Linked DNA regions of Mus musculus: region 2 is linked to region 1. The links are chromatin contacts, called in public HiChIP or PLAC-seq maps. All regions are on one chromosome and are shown on one strand. The core of a region is the stretch at or near the end of the contact, and the rest is flanking DNA. Distances in the headings are between cores, read along the strand shown. Region 1 holds the start of Dnajc25 (DnaJ heat shock protein family (Hsp40) member C25). Region 2 overlaps Shoc1 (shortage in chiasmata 1).

The links. HiChIP or PLAC-seq counts read pairs in DNA pulled down with a chosen protein or histone mark.
Region 2: a contact with region 1 is called in an H3K4me3 HiChIP or PLAC-seq map of bone marrow-derived macrophages, with 2.1 times the contacts expected there. The contact joins the enhancer-like site here to the promoter of Dnajc25 in region 1. A contact is called at or near these places in 2 of 39 promoter capture datasets (HPC-7-derived erythroid cells and pre-B cells), 5 of 484 Hi-C or Micro-C datasets (cerebral cortex, erythroblasts, nephron progenitors and 2 more), 5 of 115 datasets of contacts at active chromatin or transcription factors (bone marrow-derived dendritic cells, bone marrow-derived macrophages, embryonic stem cells and 2 more) and 2 of 9 other capture datasets (adipose tissue and liver).

The regions. Positions count from the first base shown.
Region 1 is chr4:58,999,715-59,006,332 of GRCm38.p6, reverse strand. It overlaps Dnajc25 (DnaJ heat shock protein family (Hsp40) member C25), which reads right to left and starts at 3,140. Exons shown (of 4, transcript NM_001033165.3): 1 at 2,776-3,140. The coding sequence starts at 3,102.
Region 2 is chr4:59,079,347-59,085,964 of GRCm38.p6, reverse strand. Shoc1 (shortage in chiasmata 1) reads left to right here. Exons shown (of 28, transcript NM_001370843.1): 10 at 623-731; 11 at 1,620-1,714; 12 at 3,474-3,716. Among named protein-coding and RNA genes, the nearest start is that of Gm35527, 35 kb to the left of the region's middle. Within about 2 kb of position 2,339, at least 11 of the 459 cell types and tissues checked have an H3K27ac peak or open chromatin away from gene starts, as enhancers often do. A contact at or near this core is called in bone marrow-derived macrophages, where this site is marked.

The DNA of each region.
Region 1 (6,618 bases), core at 1,891-4,390:
ACGGCCTCTGCCCTCCCTCCATCACCCACCCCTTCTCTGGGTTTCCCTCAATCTCCTCATGCACAGTCGGACTCACTTGTTCCTAAATTAGTAATGACCACGGGTCTTACCTTCTTGTCTCATTAATTGTACTTATTTTTAATACAAAAACAAAAAACAAAGCAAAACAAAAACAAAGCCCACCTTGCTCCCCTTGCTCTCAATATGAGCACAGAACCACAAGTCCACTGACGTCAAACACGAATGCAGTTCCCATGTGGAAGATGTACTTATGCTCAACATTTAGGGACAGGCTTCTGGGTGCCATTTTTTTATCCTAGAGTCCAGAGCCCCTGGACCTCAATTTCCCCTACCAGTCTACCTGACCAGTTCCTAGTAAAGTTCATCTATATTTCTTCTCCCCCACAAATCCTTCTTCCACACTAAAGATATGATACAAACAAACAGTGATTATATCTGCATGACCTCCGTAGAATAACTGGAAGATCAGCCCGTCCTACAAACTGGATGGCATCTTTATTAAGTCTTTGCATTACTCAGAAGTGTTATTCTTAGGCAACTTTCTCAGTTCTCCATTACAACAGAAACACAAATCAGGCAACCTATTTGTCTTTGACACCACAGCTTTTAACGTCCTTTTCCAGCTGAAGGCAATATAAAGAGCAGAGACGAGCTTATCAGTACTCCATTGAGAAGCTGAAGCTATGTTCAGATCTAAATTCTAAACAGGTATTTTCAGAGTTCTGCTGTATCTTGACGTAGTTCGGCTTGGGAGCTGGGGCTAGAACACTCCCCAGGGCCTTCTCCTCCAGTGCCAAACTCCACAAGTTTCTAGTTCCCTGCTGGGAAGTGTTCTGAGTGTTCTGAGTGTTCTGAGCTACTACAAACACCTTGTCAGAGTCAAGTAAAATGTTACTTTCTCTAGGAACTCTAGGTATTTGGGAGGAGAGGGGGAAGGTTGGTGGTGGTATGTATGTATTTGGAGACAGGGTTTCTCTGTGTAGCCCAATTATCCAGGAACTTGCTTTGTAGAACAGGCTGGCCTCAAACTCAAGAGATCCACCTGCCCCTGGCTCCCAAATGCTGGGATTAAAGGCGTGCACCACCATGCCAGACAACACACTTTATAACTGCCTAGAAGCCCCTTGGCCTTGAGTGGACACATTGTTTTACCTAGCTTTTTTATTTTCTGATAAATCAGTTCTAAACTTTAGAGTAGAAACCTTTAGAAGCAACAAACCAAAACAACCAAACAACCAAAACAACCAGATTAGACTTTGGAAACAGTGTCCCTAAGAAAATAGCATAACTATTTTGAGTCCTAGGAGTACTTCCATTGAGAATGTCATCTGCTGGCACTACACTTTAGTCCTGGCACTTGTTCTCAAAGTTCTTATGAACACCTTTACCATTCCCCCGCCAAACCTACCCACCCATCTCTTGCCCCACAAAACCTAGGCGAAGGCGACAGTTGCCAGCACTTCTGCTCCTATCTGTCCTGGCTCTCTCAGCAGAGCCCCCAGTGCACCTCGAGGCCCTTGGAAGGTCGGGCAGCATAGAACCACACGTTCCTCAGCAAACAGTTTGGGGTTCATGTGCTGAGTGGTTCCAGGGGGAGCAAGTTCTTTCTGGTTTTTTTGAAGCCTGTTCTCTCAATCACTCATTCCTCTAATAATGGGGACTAAGCCTTCAAATTTCTTTCTAACTGCTCGCCCATACCTCAACTGAGTGCCAACAAAAACTGTACTCTCACTAGCTGGTGAGAATTTAGTCAGTGAAGTACAGTCTTAATAGCTCCAAACATCAAACTGCTCTAAGCCTGAAAGAAAGGGAATTTGACTCCGAATTGCCAACTCTGTAAAGCTAATCTGGAGGACTAATCCACCATTAATGGTAATACAGCTATCCAAAGTAGTCATTACAAGAAGGCTGGAAAACAAAACAACAACAACAACAAAAACCTAGGAAAGAGACACAGCTATGATGGAAACACGGCTATGACTGACGCTGCAGTCTTCCGATGGGGCTCTTGAAACAGAAATACCTCCCTCAAGCATGACATAACAGGTGATTTTTTTTTTTACATATACTGCAGTAATCAAAGAAAAGGGGGTCAAGCTAAATCCTCCTACATGCACAGCAGGCAATAAAGCCTTTGTCAGATCACTACACACGTCCAAAAATTATTTTCCTACTAGGAATTCTCAATCTTCTGCCCCAAGTCAGAAACAACTATCCAAGGTCACTCAGGAGTTGTCAGAGCCAAAAGTCACAGTCCAGTTTTCGGACTGATAGTTCGCTGTTTGTGTGTGTGTGTGTGTGTGTGTGTGTGCGCGCGCTTCTAGATAAATGTCATTATTGACATTATCCCAGAGGCCAAACTTCTGTCCTATCAAATTGGCATGATCAGTTGTTAATACTCAGTATTTCAGACTTTTCTGTTCTATGTCCTATCTCAGATCCTAGCACTGACAATCACCCTGCTTTCCGAGCATGCACCTCAAGTAACCAGAATGCTTTTTACACCAAAAATAAAATAAGTGCAAAGCTTTGCATAACAACTGTCCAAAAACAGAACTGGCTGTCCTCCAAAACTGTCCTCGAGGAGGTGGCCATGCTGGCTAGCGGGCCAAGGTGGCTCATTCCACGGCCACGTGGGAAACGTGGACCTCCTAAAAGTCCAGGCGGCAGCAGTGTGCTGGGGTCGTAGAGGACCTGATCACCCGGCTAGGAGACCCAAATCCCCAGCCACCCATCAGCGCCCGCGAGCCTCACCTTGAGCGTCTCGTAGGCGGTCGCCACTAGCAGGAAAGCCTCGGCGCTCGGCGGCGCGCCCCCGGGGCCGTCCCCGGGCTCGGGCCGGTAGCGATCTGGGTGGTAGCGCCGGGCCAGCTGACGGTAGGCCCGCGCGATCTCCGCCTTGCTGGCCGAGCGGCTCACGCCCAGCACCTCGTAGCAGTCGCGCGTGCCGCAGTACAGCCCTTCCACCAGGGCCTCGGCGGGCCGCGCCAGCAGCGGGACCAGCAGCAGCGGCGCCAGCAGCAGCCATGGGCGCTGGCCGGCAGCCCCGGGTCCCCCGCGCAAAGCGAGCCGCGCCGCCATCCCCGCCTCGCTCGCCGCTCTGCCAGCACAGCGGCCGCGGCTGCTCTCCTCGGCGCCGGGCTCGGCCCCGCAGCCCGGTCCACGTCAGCAGGCCGCGCCTGTGCGCAGGCGCAGGGGGCGTGGCGCCGCAGCCACTTCCGTCCCCGCGCGTTGCTAGGAGAGAAGGACGCCTTAGCCTCGGGCGGCTTCTGTGTGTTGTGGAGCCTGGTAGTCTTAGTAGCTCAGCGGTCTTTTCTGAGGCAGGGGTAGGTGTCTGTCTGTCTGAAGCGCTCCTAGCCGCCTAGTGCGGCACAGTCCACACGCAGGACTAGCCACACGCCACCTTCTCGACCTCGCTACTTCATCCGCTGCCGTAGGAACTCTGGGCACTGGCATCCTGTCTCCAGGCCTGGACATTGCCCCCCCTCTAACCCAAACTGAAGATGAACTTAGACAATTGCACTGTCTCTCTCCCAGGAGCCCTGAAAGACCGTGGCCTTTTTGTTCTCTGTTTCTCTGCTTATTTATATTTTAGAGCAAACAATTATTTGCCCGGAGGATGTAAAACGTTTAGTAGTACCCCCATACGGTCCACAAAAGTGCCTGTAACACCATTATCCCTAATTGTGACAATCAAAATACAGCTTAAGATCTTGCAAATGCCTCCAGGGAAATCAGGAGGTGGAGTGGGGAGAGGACGTGCTCCATTAAGTTTAAATTTCAGATAAACCACAGTTTTTAAATGTGTAATTTATTTGTTGCTGTGACCAAATACCTGCAAGCAGCAACATCAAAGATGAAGGATTTATTTGGGTTTAGGGTTCTAGGGAATACGGCCCCCACAGTCCAGAAGGCCTGGCAACAAAGTTGCTAGTTACACATTATCTGAAATTAGAATAAAGGAATGAAAAGGGTGCCAAATTTATTTTCTCCTTTTTATTTGATCCAATGCCTCACTATGTATGATGGTGATGTGTCCATGTTGTTCTTACCTCAGTTACACCCTTCTGGAAAACAGCCTCACACACACTCAGAGATGTGTTTCCATGGTGATTCTAAATCCAGTCGGGTTGATAATGAATGACCAGTATATCCCACATGACTGACTTTATAGTTTCCCAGGTCTATGATGGCAACTGGCTAACAACTAATAGATAGGGATCTATCCATTGGGATTGGTCTGTACACCAAGTGAAGATTTGATAGACAATGTTAGATATTCAGGAAGAATACAATTAAATTTTTCTAGTATCAACATGGACTTTAGCCTCTATAAACCTCAATTATTTCATTTCAAATAAATTCAAAGTGAGCCAAAATACCAATACCTCTTTCAAGACGGGGAGTTTCTATTAATAGTCACATTTGCAGGTTTGACGAGTACTCACACTGTGGTGGTTTGAATAAGAATGGTTGCCACAGGCTCCGATACTTGAATGCTTAGTAGCCAGGGAGTGAGGGGATTCTTGGTAAGACTTGAGAGAGATGGTCTTGTTGGAGGTAGGCTTTTGAGTTTTTCAAAAGCCCACATCTGCTCCCCCTCACCCCCACTCTCTCTCTCTCATACACACACACACACACACACACACACACACACACACACATACACACACACACACACACACACACACACGGGGGGGGGAGAGAGAGAGAGAGAGAGAGAGAGAGAGAGAGAGAGAGAACTAAACCTGTGAAACTCTAAGCAAGACTCAATGCCTTCATTTATAAGAGCTGTCTTGGTCATGGTGTCTATTCACAGCAATAGAACAGCGACTAAGACAGCTAATTCGGACCACTGCAGGATGTCTCAGAATTAAAATTTTTCAAAGTGTAACCAGACGGTGATGGCGCACCATACCTTTAATTTCAGCACTCAAGGAGGCAGAGGTAGGCAGATCTCTATGAGTTTGACCATAGAGTGATCTACAGAATGACTTTCAGGACTGCCAGGGCTACACAGAGAAATCCTGTCTCAAAAAAAAAAAAAAAAAAAAAAAAAAAAAAAAAAGTAAAATAAAAAAGTTTCAGGGGCTGGTGAGATGGCTCAGTGGGTAAGAGCACCCGACTGCTCTTCCGAAGGTCTGAAGTTCAAATCCCAGCAACCACATGGTGGCTCACAACCACCCGTAATGAGATCTGATGCCCTCTTCTGGTGCGTCTGAAGACAGCTACGGTGTACTTACATATAATAAATAAATAAATAAATCTTTTAAAAAAAAGTTTCAAAGTATATATATATATGTATATATATATACACACACACACACACACACACTTTGGCTGATCTACAGTTACAGTTGTACACCAAGCTAGCCTTAAATTAATTTGTGGCAATCTTACCACCTCTGCCTCCTGAGTGCTAAGGTTAAAGCCTGAGCTATCCTGCCTGTCTTTTTTTTTTTTTTTTTGATGTGAGTACACTGTAGCTGTCTTCAGACCCACCAGAAGAGGGCGTCAGATCGCCTTACAGATGGTTGTGAGCCACCATGTGGTTGCAGGGAAGTGAACTTAGGACCTCTGGAGGAGCAGTCAGTGCTCTTAACCACTGAGCCATCTCTCCAGCCCTTATTGTTATTATTTTTAACAGTATTTTTTAGAAGCTGGCTTGAACACTGTTTTGAACTTCTTCCTGGTGATATTTATCATGTGTACCTCACTGCAAGTTGACTAATAACTGTCCTAATGATGCGAGAGACATGGTTAGTAGTGTGGAAACAATATCAATTTCATAGCTAGCACTATTTTTTAATTTAGCCAGACTTGTATGAACATAATCTCTTTGGCCTTCTCAACACATGCCCACTTTTTATGAAGAGGGAAGAGTTGTAAGTGATGTGCATCCCTGTAATCCTAGCACTCAAGATATAAAGATAGAGGATTGAGATATTGAGTCTAGCCTGGGCTACTTGGTACAATCTTTTTGAAAGAAAGAAAGAAAGGAAGGAAGGAAGGAAGGAAGGAAGGAAGGAAGGAAGGAAGGAAGGAAGGGAGAAAGAGGTTAATTTGTATTTTACCCTATTGTTTTTGAAATCCATCCACCTAAGAAGGAGAAAATTCTCCCTGTGTTAACTGCAATTCTCCTCATATCCAGCATTTGGCACCACTTAACTAACTAATCACCACAGGAAGCAAGTGGTCTTTCTGATTTCCCCACTCTTCTGGCATTCATATTTGGAATAAGCAAAACAATACTAGTCCACACAACCCATCCCTATTGTGCATCTATATACTGTATCCCCTGGACTATGGCTTCTTGCTTGTTGCCACTAGAAAGCCACAGAAAAATAGAGCTAGGCAGAGATTTTGAAGAGGAGTCTTCCTGGTCCTGTTTCCCCGCAGCTTGTTCCCATGCACCCAACAGACAGCATGCTGGTTCCCAAACTGTCCACCAGAGGGTGCTATCACTCCTGCACAATTTTGCACGTCTTCTGCCAAAAATCCATACTTTTAATGTTTGCCTAACCTTACTCAGAATCTATGAACTACTTTTCTAATTCCAAGAGAGTCAAATGAATTAAAGGAGAAATTTAAATTTAA
Region 2 (6,618 bases), core at 1,090-3,589, 80 kb before region 1:
CCAAGTGATAAAATTGTAATTCTTTATATAGATGTAAATTTAGGACTGCTATTTTTTATCTCAAGAAGTCTAAATTTCTTGTGTTGTGTGTATGTGCACCCATATATGTGAGAAGCCAGAGGTCAACCTCAGGCGTTGTTCCTCAGGAGCCTTCCACTTTGTTTTCTGAGATAGGATCTCTCCCTGCAACTCTGGACCCAAGGAGAAAGGCAAGTCTGGGATTTTGAGGACATGCCCTCATGCCCAGCTTTGTATATGGGCACTGGGATTGAGCTAGGGTTCTGATGCCTTACCAACTGAGCTGTCTCCCTAGCCCCACCCCCGGGTCCTACTGACATGTTTTCTCTTCTTACTGACATATTTTGTTGCCACATCAAAAGCTATCTAAGCAGCACAAATTGAATTTGGTGACAAAAAGGGGGAGGGGACACAAAGTTGGGATGGAGATGTGGATCTAGGTGGAGCTGGGGAAAAGGGGGAATATGATATAAAATACTAAATTCTTAAAATGGTAATACAAAAATTTTGTTGCAATAAATTGACCAAACCAAATGATTATTTGCAAGAGTTGTAAATCTTATCTTATTCAGTATTATATAACTTTAATTTCCAACTATCTCAGGAGACCTAGAAATGCCACCAACCCATCTAATCTTACCAAGGCAGCATTCTGCAGTGAGTTCATTACACATGGGATTTCAGACATTTCCGTTTTCTGCTACATGTAAAATGTAAGTAAAGATTATATCTAGAACCCAAGTTCAAGACAAGCAGTTTTTAATGAAATAGCTCCATTTAAAGGCAACTTCCAAGAAATTCTTATGAAAAAATATGAGACTATATAATGTGTATTATAAGCAGCTAGAGAAAGGATATGAATATATAGGCACACATCTGTGGCTTTTCAGAGACTGTTGTTAGATAGTGATGCAAGAAACAAACATAAGACTGACTTTGCCTAGATGGGAACTAGGTAATACATTAATATGGTAAATTTTTTTCACAATAGAACTTTTAGAATTTTGAATGTGATATTACTATGTTAGTATTAATATTGCTTATTAAAAGTAAGTAAATGGAAAGTTTTAATGTCCTGACACAGAAATAAAATGATTAGGAAATTGACTCTGAAGAGATGCCAGTGGCACTCACTGCCATGTAAGTAAGGCACATTGTGTGGATTAGTTCCATAACAAATACCACAGGCTGGTTGGCATAAACAATAGTCTTATTTTCTCATAGTCCCAGAAGCTACTGAGTAAAGTATTTGCTGTGTTGGTTTTGATTGTGTAAGACTAAAAAGAACTCTAATGACTTCCTTTACCTAATTATCTCTTGATTAAAAGATCTTCTCTCCAAACACAGTCATTGTCTGGTATTCTGGAATTGAGGTTTCAAGATATGAATTTGAAAAGTTATAGTAAACCCCAGAATAAGTGATTTAAAGCTCTGCATTAAAGTTATCAGGCTCCATTACTTGCTCTTAATTGCTCTGTGCCTCAGTCTCTTTCTCTGTAATGCTGAGTGTCTACTTCAAAGACTGTTATAGGGTCTTCAAAACCATGATACATCTGTGGGCAATACTATGAATGAATTAAACTTTGATTCTTTTTCTACAGTAATTTGCTTAGTGCTGGAGAATCAGCTAATAAATATTGTATGCTGTGGCAACTGGGAGGCTGCAGAAACTCTTGGGTCTCGTTCTTGCTTACAGGTACAGAATTCTTACTACTTATGGTCCATAGAATGAAAAGAGTACAGATGTGACCATTTCATTGCATGGAATGTGTAACATCACACCAAGTCCAGCTGTCTTTTAGAGGCTCATTGTATAAACAAGGTCTTGTTGATTTTCTCATAGTTCTTATCTATGAAAGAGAAAACACTCTAACGATATACTTAAAATGTATACATGTAATACTTTGTATTTCTTAGTCTTTTAGAAACAGCTAATGTGAAAAGTAATGTTAAAGTTTTCCATTTTTTAAGCTTTCCAAGAAGAATAGTTTAAAACCTTTAGCAAAATCCATTTGTAATTTAATAAAACAATTTTGAGTTTAATAAACACCTCCAAGACTCTCTTTTTATACAATGAGAATAATGATTATGATGTATATTTTCTAAAAAGTGTATCTATACAGAGACACATACAAGGCAGGTGGTAGCGGTGACACATGCCTTTAATCCCAGCACTTGGGAGGTAGAAGCAGGCATATCTCTGTGAGTTTCAGGCCAGCCTGATCTACAGAGCAAGTTCCTGGACAGACAGCTGGGGCTATGTAGAAAGATCCTGTCCCAAAAAGGAAGTTGCAGTAATGTGAAAGTCCATGTTAACCATAAAAGTGAAATCACACTGATGGTTCTTTTTTTTTTTTTTAAAGACTATGACTCGTATAGCCTAAGCTATGTAGCTCAAAATGATCTTGAGCTGTTAATCCTCCTGCCTCCAGGCACAGATACTCATTTTTTTGTCTGTGATAATGAATCAATGATTAAATTTTTTTCTAAATATATTCAGTTCTTTGCTTCCTATTCATAAGTCAATAAAACTACTAAAATAATATCTACTTCATAGGATTCTTCCATGGATTACTTAGAAATGATGCACAAAAAAATAGTACAATGTCATGCTTTGGTAATTGCTGATATTAATACTGGTACTTACTGTTTTAGTTAATATTAGTGTTATATAAAAAAGCATCATTCCAAACTTATAATTTTAAAATTTATAGTATTAATTTTGCATGGGTACTTATAAAGCAGACAGTAATGTTAAGTAATTGTGCCACTCCGTTTCTTCTGTATGTTGTAATTTCACTTATTTAGGCTAAAAGTGCTAACATAATAGTGTTTGTACCATGATGCCTAAGATGACATCACCTAAAATCTGGGCAATTATGTCTTGTTTAGGCATGCTATAATGAGTTAGAATTCGTGATTTAATAAATCATCTGCTCTTCCAAGTATATTAGTTTAGTAATTTTTAAACAATCAAAATGCAGTTTCTTTTACTACTAAATTTGGAGGGATTAACTTCTTGATAGTCACAAAGATTTAATAAATTCTCTGAGGGCTGGGGAAGTACCTTAGTTAATAGAACTGGGTTCAGTCCCTAGCACTGCAGGAGCTGGGTAAGTTGCCACACACCTGTAGATACCAGAGCTCTGAAGGTGGAGGTGGAGGGTCAGGGCTCAGTCATTCTCAGCCACACTGAAAGTTCAGGATCGCCTGTGCTGTAGGAAACTTTGCCTCAAAGGAAAAAAAAAGAGAAGAAGAAAAAAATTATTTGTGTGATTTTTTTATTGTTAAACTGTTAAACTAATATGGATTTGTACAAATATTAAAACTCTGAGAATAATATAACTTGGAATTTCACCATTTCCTACTGTGTAAAATACATTTCATTAAGAAAGTTCAATATGACTCTGCTTATTGGTTTTCATTAATTTTCCTTGTGTTTGTTTATTTTCAAGTTCCAAGATTTCAAGAACCCAGCAGTCAATATTCACTTGCAGATATGAGGAACATCTTTTCTGTCAAAGGAGACAGCCTTGTGATTAACCCTGCAAAAGCAAAGGGGTGGAGACAAGCACGACTACATCCAATAATGGCTGAAACGCTGGCGCATCTGAAGGCGTATTTGTGTCATAATGGTCTGTCTTCTCAGGAGACTAAGCTGGAGATCTTTCTGCCTACAAAAGTGTTTCAGCTGGAGTGTAAGTGCAGAAGTGAGCTTGTGTGACCACTCATATGAGATGTCCAATACCCATTTCTCCTCAGTGATTAGGAAACTGGTAACAAAGGCTTAGCGTTCCCAGTATGCCTCTGTTCTGCCAACTCATGACTTTAGGCCTTCCTGGGCTCTATTGTCTTCTTAGAAAAAATATTGCAGTTTTATTAGCTACCCTAAAATCCTATTCTGCCTAAAATTTTACACTTACTTTAAAACTTTCTAGCCATTTTAATAATAACTATATGTGCATACCCTTAAAACTTAGTTTCTCCAGTAAGTAGTAAGTTTCTGTTATAAAGGATTTGAGAAGCATAGTTTGAGAAAAGCAGTTTGTTATAGAAAGTAAATAAAAGTGAGCTTCAGGTATTATCTAATTGTAAATGAGCTTTAGGTTTTCTCATTTGGAAACTGGCCTAAGGAGATAAGGAATTGAGACTCGGATCAGCACGGCGTTCTGGGAGAATAAAGGCTCAGAGTTCTGTTGGGAGGAAAAAGGATAGAGTACAGCAAACACACGGGAGTCCATCCCAACCCTGAAGGACTCACGGTGCAGTTAAGGACATTGAAGGGTCAGCCCTCATCAAAGGAAGTCTCCTTGACCATTACAGAACTCCACTGCTGAGCCAAAAGGACAGGTGACTACATGGTAGGTGTCCAGTCCTAACTGACTTACCCAAGATGCCTGAGCCTCAGAGATCATAATGGGAGGGCTTGGGACTTGACGGAGATCATATAAGAACCAGAGGAACAAGTTTGCTGTGAGACTGTGTCTCCAAGAAACTGTCCATGAAGTTTTACCAACATGGCTTCTTAAACAAGACCTGGAAAAGAATGACAGCAATAGCATGCTAACATGGAAGGGGCAATCTCCTGAGGCTTCAACCCTGCCCAGAACTCAGGAACTAAGGCGTGCTGGAGGTGGGAGAAGAGGGAAGATCTTCCTCCTCAAGCTGGTTCTACAGTACCAAGTGGTCAGCCATGCAATCATATACACAGAAGTAAAGTTATATGGACTGAGCATGTTGTGTCTATGTACTTGGCGGGGGGGGGGGGATAATGATGTAATTGCATTTTTATTTCAAAAATAAAAATAGTAGAAGAGTTTAAGACCTATTGTAAGAAAAATAAACAGAAGAAAACTTCTATGGGGTCTTCAAATATCTATGGGATCTTCAGATATCATACATATCATATCTAAGACTGTATGAAGTATCAGAAGCAACAAATTTGAGGTTAAAAGAAACCATTCTTACTCCACTAGAATTATTACAGTAGTTTAATTGTGAAATTTAAGAAGCAATAACTAGTCAGGGAGTGGTGGTGAATGCCTTTAATCCGAGCACACAGGAGGCAGAGGCAGGCTGATCTGTATGAGTCTGAGGCCAATCTGGACTACAGAGCAAGTTCCAGAACAGCCAGGGCTACACAGAGAAACTCTGTCTCAAAACAGCAACAACAACAACAACAACAAAAAGCAATAACTTTATAGACCCCATAGCCAAGCTATCAGAGTATGGGTGTCTAGAAAAATAAATATAAATGAGAATAGTCAGGAACGTAAAATAATTTAGCAGTTTCTGATTATTTGAGAACAAGACTATCTCCAAAACAGCTTCAGGGTTAGCAAATTATCACCACTGAAGCAGCCCTGTTCAGCCTCTATTCATTCTTGACTTGAGAAGAGCTTCAGATTCTTTCTTAACGATGCCTAAAATGTGGGAGACTTAGATACTCATCTGTGTGCTGCCTGCCTATGGTTGCTATTGCACAGACTGGCCTCACATTCTCATATGGCGGTAACCAGCCGGGACTCTCATTAGTTCCCACTTTAAACAGATCCTGCACTCAGAGCTTACTCAGGACTTAGTGCTCACAGCCGAGGACAGAGGTTAGCTGTCCTTAAGCATTACTCTCACACTTGTCTCTTAAATGTGATATACTGAGGGAAAAGAAAAATGTTTCTTGTTTCAGTATTTCTAAGAAAAGCAAAGGCAAAGACGAGAGGGCTGAGGACATAGCTCAGTTGAACAGTATTTGCCTGTATTTTACGAAGGCCTGAAGTGGATCTCCAGACTTCATAAAAGTGGGGATGCCAGCTCATTCTTATGATCATAGACTTAGGAAGTAGAGGCAGATGGAGCAAAAGTACAAGACTATCCTCAATTATATAGCAAATTTGAGGCCACCTTGGGCTACATGAAACTCTGTCTCAACCACAAAAACTCTCATAGACCAAATTATGAAGGAAGAATGCACATTTTTTCTCTTTAAAGATTATTGTTAAACAGTAGCCATATATATACTTCATGTGGTTAGAGTATTTAGTTGCTCATGTAGCCATTTTTTTTTCAAATCAAACTTATGACATATAATTTATGTACAGTTCACTGTACCCGTCCCTCCATGCAGCTGCAGGGAAGCCCTCAGTGGTGTTAGATGGTTGGGGAGGAGTGCCCACACCTAAGCAACACTCACCTAGGCTCTGTAAAGAAGTCCAACAAATGGCTCCTTCAACTTAACTTCTGTATAATCATGCCTCTGTTGGGAGCTCAGGAGGAGGGGTAGACATTGCTTTATGTCTGCTTTAGGAGTCAGGGAGAAATTTAGCTATAATTGTATAGCTGGATGCATCATGACAAATGTATATACCTATATGACCACCACAGCTAAGAAAATATATCCGTCACAGAAAGTTCTCTTTCAGTCATTCTCCCTCTACATTACTCCTTTCTGCAGCTTTTCCCTCAGTCCTTAGCAAGCAGTGAGGCTAGTTTCCCCTGTTCATTTGTAGACTCATGTAGCGTGGACTCTTTAGTGCCTGGATTCTTCAACCCAGCATAGCATTTGTGAGGTTTATCCATGCTATGTGAAACACTAATTCATTT